Linked DNA regions of Sus scrofa: region 2 is linked to region 1. Evidence: chromatin contacts called from public HiChIP or PLAC-seq data. All regions are on one chromosome and are shown on one strand. Each heading gives the region's core, a stretch centred on a gene start, on an enhancer-like site or on the middle of the called end of the contact. The rest is flanking DNA. Distances are from core to core; before and after follow the strand shown. Region 1 overlaps LOC102159476 (a long non-coding RNA gene). Region 2 overlaps LOC106506691 (a long non-coding RNA gene).

What was found. HiChIP or PLAC-seq counts read pairs in DNA pulled down with a chosen protein or histone mark.
Region 2: a contact with region 1 is called in an H3K27ac HiChIP or PLAC-seq map of alveolar macrophages. The contact joins two enhancer-like sites. A contact is called at or near these places in 9 of 47 Hi-C or Micro-C datasets (embryonic fibroblasts, fetal skeletal muscle, heart right ventricle and 6 more) and 1 of 2 datasets of contacts at active chromatin or transcription factors (alveolar macrophages).

The regions. Positions count from the first base shown.
Region 1 is chr17:46,806,500-46,809,141 of Sscrofa11.1, reverse strand. It overlaps LOC102159476 (a long non-coding RNA gene), which reads left to right. Exons shown (of 7, transcript XR_002340077.1): 2 at 196-330. It also overlaps a transcript of HNF4A not described here. Among named protein-coding and RNA genes, the nearest start is that of HNF4A, 13 kb to the left of the region's middle. Within about 2 kb of position 1,316, at least 35 of the 83 cell types and tissues checked have an H3K27ac peak or open chromatin away from gene starts, as enhancers often do. A contact at or near this core is called in alveolar macrophages, where this site is marked.
Region 2 is chr17:47,078,583-47,081,224 of Sscrofa11.1, reverse strand. It overlaps LOC106506691 (a long non-coding RNA gene), which reads left to right. Exons shown (of 3, transcript XR_002340084.1): 2 at 1-14; 3 at 431-976. Among named protein-coding and RNA genes, the nearest start is that of ADA, 7.7 kb to the right of the region's middle. Within about 2 kb of position 1,319, at least 5 of the 83 cell types and tissues checked have an H3K27ac peak or open chromatin away from gene starts, as enhancers often do. A contact at or near this core is called in alveolar macrophages, where this site is marked.

The DNA.
Region 1 (2,642 bases), core at 67-2,566:
TCTTCACCTCCTCATCCTCCAAGTCCCACCTTAGTCATCTTCCTCCAGGCAGTCCTGCTGTATCAGGCAGATCAGGGCTCCCCCTTGGAGCTCCCACAGCCCCCATGTTTGGCATCATCAAAGTTTAATCAAATGGTGGTTACTGGTTGTTTGTCTGCCTCCTCCCTTGGACTGTGACTCCTTTTACCCTTAAAGTTCCAGGACCCAGCTGGCACTCAGTATATTGAGTTGGATGAATGAATGAAGAAATTTGCCCATCCAGTCGTTCAACATTTATCCAGCACATTCCATGTGCACTGCTGTGGGTGCTGGAGATACAGCAGTGAATAGGTAAGACCCCCTGCTCAACAGGGTTGCAGTTTTACCAAACAAAATCACAGGATGCCCAATCAACTTTGAATTTCAGGTAAACAATGAATAATTCTTTGAATACAAGTATGTACCAAATAACACATGGTACATACTTACTCTTTGAAAAATTCCTGTTGTTTATCTCTAATTCAAATGTAACTGGGCATTCTGCATTGGATCTGGCCACTGTATTGTCTCCCTTACAGAACTTGTATCTTGGTGGGGAGGCGCAGAGGAAACAGACAGTGAGGAAGTAAATCAATAAAAGAGTTTCAAATAGTGGTTAAGTGCAGTGAAGACAATGACAGCACAATGTGATAGCGACTGCGGATGGAAGGGGCCATCTGTGGATAAGATGATCACCAGCTGGTAGCCTTTACCTTCGTGGGACAGTTCTAAGCTCCGGTGAAATGCTACTTTGGAAAAGTCCTTTGAGGCTCTTAAAGGGAGTGGAGGCTGTAAAAATTGACACAGGGCTCAGAGGCGAGCAGAGGGCGCAGCCGGGGGTCGCTGCGGAGTCTCACTTGACAGATTCCGTAATTTTGCGGTTCGTATCTGGGCCTTCATAAACCTTCAGGAACTCGCAGCCCCACCCCCTCGGTCAGCCAAAGTTCCTTTGCGGGGCTGAAAGCCGGAAGAAGGAGGCAAAGGGGCTGTGTAGATAAGCGTAGCCACCTGGGCCGGAGCTGGGAGCTCTGTCACCGTCCCCCCGCCCCTATCCCACCACCCTTGTCCCTGGTGGGACCCAGGGCTCAGGTCCGAACCTGCGATGCGCACAGCCGGTGGCCCTGCTGGAGGAAGCAGCTCGAGGCGCCCCAGCGCAGCGCTTTGCGTGTCCTGGGCTCCTCCTAGTGGTCAACGCAGGAACTGGCGTATAGAAACTTTTAAATAACTACGCGGGCTTCACCAATCACAGAGGTCGTATCGTAATCCCACCAATCAGAGGCCCAGCAACCTATGATTCTCTAAACTCCGCGGAAGGCAATTGACATGATCACCAATCACAACTCGCTGGGTTTAGTTATGGACGAGCTAACTTTCCTCCTATCACACACCAGCACATGGTCACTACGCCAATCAGAACGCAATATCTAAAAACCGGCTCCCTAAAGCGGGTACCGCGCGGCAGTTATCATATAGGAAATTTTTGTTCCCAACCTCCCGTCGCAACGTGCAAGCACCTCTAGGGAGCGTTCCAGTCTTTGTGCGGGCTGCATGTGGAAGCCCATGTTTGCATTCATGGGTATTTATATATCTTAGCAGTTATTGATAGATCATTAAATATCCTCCTCCCCTATAAAAATTTGTATGTGGGTCCAGGAGAGTGGGAAGCATGACCTTTGGAATTAAACACACTTGAAAATTGGAGTCCGTTTACTATCTTTGAAGTAGGACAATACCTACGTTAGTTGTCTGTAATCCATCAGCTCACCCCCATCTCAGTTATTCAAGCCAAAATCCTAGGATTTTTGTGACCTTCCTCCCATTCCTCCCACCTAATCAGAAAATCCAGTTCTTGCCACTTCCAACAGTATCTCAAATTTTCACCTTTTTCATCTCCACCACAGCCAACCTCGTCCCCATCACCATCCTCTCTCTAGGTCTGCAAAATTAAAATTAAAATCAGTCTTTTATCCTGCTGCTCTGGAACTTCTACCACTCACTCTACACTCGGGGGCAAGGGATGATTTTCCACAGACAGATTGGATCAGGTGCCTCCCTTACACTGTTCCAGCTTTCTGTGCATTTATACTAAAACTCATAAAATTCAGAACTCCTATGGACTGTGAGGCCTGCATGACATTGCTTCAATAGCCTTACATTTCCAACCTATTTTATTCCACTCATTCCCATCCTAGTGGCTCCAGCCACTCTGGGCTTCCCCCACCCCTCTTCCTGTCTCAGGTCCTTTGCACATTCTTTTCTGGTTGCCTGGAAAATGGTTCCTTGGTTCTTTGCATGGCTGGCAAATAAAGATCTTTCGGATCTCTGCTTAATTGTCTTGGAGGACTCTTCTATGTATTTAGGTAGATTCTCCACATCCTTCACCCCTTTATTCTCTGTCCCTGTACCTTTTTTCTTCTTACCACTTCTCACAGTATGAAATTACACATATTTCAGTTTATTTATGTATCTCATTCTATCTCCTCCACCCCTATGGAGGAGATGATCCTTGTCTGTTGTGTTTCCCAGGGTAGATCCCACATCTTGAACGGTTTAAAGGCAAACATATAACAAGTGCTTAATAGATATTTGTTGGATGAATAACTGAAGAGATTTGGGGGGAGAAA
Region 2 (2,642 bases), core at 70-2,569, 270 kb before region 1:
ATAGCAGGTCCTTGGTAAGTTGTGGCTGCCATTATTCTGTTCAGCTGGGCCTCTTTCTGTCTTGTTCCCTAATTTTCTTTTGGTCCGAAAGAAGCTCAAAGATACATGAGGCAGGAGAGGTGAAGTGGGTGGCAGAGGCTGGCTGCAAGTGACACCCCCCACTACCTAGCCACATGCCCTCCTCACACACCAGGCTACTTGATGTGGAAGAAATGGCTAGTTGTCTTATAACAGCTACTGTCTTCTGTTCTTTAGTGATAGAATCCCCCTTTTTAGATAGCTACCTTGCCCTCTAGCTCCAAGGCATTTCCCAGTCTCTTTTGCAATTGGGTATGGCCATGTGACTATATAGGTAGTAGTGTTGTGAGCAGATCAGAAAGTAGCTTTATAAGAGAAATGGTCTTCCTCCACTCTGCTCTCTGGGATGCAGATGTGAAGGCCTGCACTCCAGCAGCCATCTTGGACAATGAGGATAAGGACCACCTGCTAAGGATGGCAGAGCAGAGAGATGGAAGGAGCCATCTTCATGGAGTTGCCATACCTGCATTGCCCACATTTGGACTTCTTTCATGTGACGTACAAACCAACTTCTTTCTTGTTTTGGCTGCTATAATTTTAGGATTTTCTGTTGTGTGCATATGATCCTAATCCTGTAAACTTGAGTTGGGGACAACCACTCCATCGTTGTTGTTCTCTTTCCTATTCAGAGATCCTAGAAGATGAGAATCAGTGGAGACCTTAGCTCAGGGGCAAAATCTGGTCCACAGATGTTTTCTTTAGCTCATACAAAGTTTTAAAAATCAGGAGATATTTGGACATATTTTCAACACTAAAATTGCATTTTCTGGCTTTTCTTGAATAGTTGGGGGATCTGGCAATACTAGATTCATTCAGCATGGCAGCATTTAGATGAGACACCTGCTCCTTCATTGCAAAATCCCCCACTCCTATTGCTAATATATATAAAATATCTATAAGGTCCATATATAATACTTTATAATATATGTATATCATGTAATATATATATATAATCCTATGAGCTAGATATGTGTGTGTATATGTGTATATATATATATATGTGTGTGTGTGTGTATACATATATTATCCTATATACTAGATATGAGCTAGGGGTGTGAAATATATTTATATGACCTTGGTACATGTGTGTGTCATTCCCACTCAAAGATGAGGAATTTGAGGCTCAGAAACACTCGTCCAGGTCACAGGTCACAAAGCTGGAAGCAGTAGAGCCAAGACTCCAGACTGTCTGCATTCCATGCTTGCTCTGTCAGCCCTTGAGTTTGCAACTCTTAATACCCCAATCCCTGGCTTGAAGTTTCTCAGAGGAAGACAACAGAGGCAGGAGGAAGAAATACTTAATGACTCTTGTCATATTGTATCAAACCAATGGCATTGGCTTCCCTACTGCACCTTGAGCAAACTCAAGAGAAGGGGGTTTTTCCACCTCCAAAGCCTGTGTCTGGTACGGAGCCAGCTAGGCAACTACGTGCTGAATGAATGAGGTTACCCCTATCCCCCACCCGCCTCAGTCACCCAGAGCCAGGATGTAAGCCCAGGGCTCCTGCCTGCCCGCCCAGGGTTCTTCCCTTCCCTCCACGGCACATACCTTCTCATGGGGACCCACACATAATAGGTACTCAATAAATCGGAGTATTATTGTGACATATTTTGTATGAGTGTATGAGGTGGGGAGGGATTATTTTGCCTATGTCTCAAACTCTTTCCTTTGTTCTTTGACTTAACCTAAGGCAGCCTGAGCCCTGCATAAGGCTGGATACAAGGTCAGGCCCTAGATCCAGGAGCTTGAGAACCATGACCTTGTGAACACTGAATTGCCTACTGGCCTCCCATCATTCCACCAACATGTAACAGGCTCCCACTCTCCAGCAAGCCCTAGGTCAGGGCTAGAGATTTAGAAGTTGAACCTGTCCTGCCTTTGAAGACTACCAAGGTGCCTGGTAAGGTTAGACAAGGCCCCATGACTCCCTGATACACAGAAGATGTGACAAGTCTTATGGGAAGGGGAGCAAAAGGACTACCTTGGGGAAGATGCATTCCCACTCCAGCAGAGACTGCTGGACACCCACATCCAGACTCGCTGGTCCTTCCAGCCTGGACTACATTTCCCAGCCTCCCCTGTGATTCAGTGTGTGGCCACATGACCTATTGCAGGGATTGAATGGGAGCTGGAGTATAGTATGCAGCTTGTGAGCCTGGCCCCTCAAACTCCCGGACATCTCCTCCTTCCTCTTCTTCTCCCCCTCTTCCTCCTTCTACTTCTTTTTTTTTTTTTTTTCTTTTTAGGGCCGCACATGCAACATATGGAAGTTCCCAGGCTAGGCGCTGCTGAATCAGAGCTACAGCTGCTGGCCTGCGACCTACACCACAGCTCACAGCAACACCGGATCCTTCACCCACGGAGCGAGGCCAGGGATGGAACCTGCATCCTCATGGATGCTAGTCAGATTCTCTACTACCGAGCCAGGAGGGTACTTCCAAACACTTCTTAATACTCTCTCCCATCTCGGAGGGTACTTCCAAACACTTCTTAATACTCTCTCCCGTCTCTGAAAGGCTGGAATACAGATGACTCCCAGGGCACCCTTGAGACCCACGTGTTG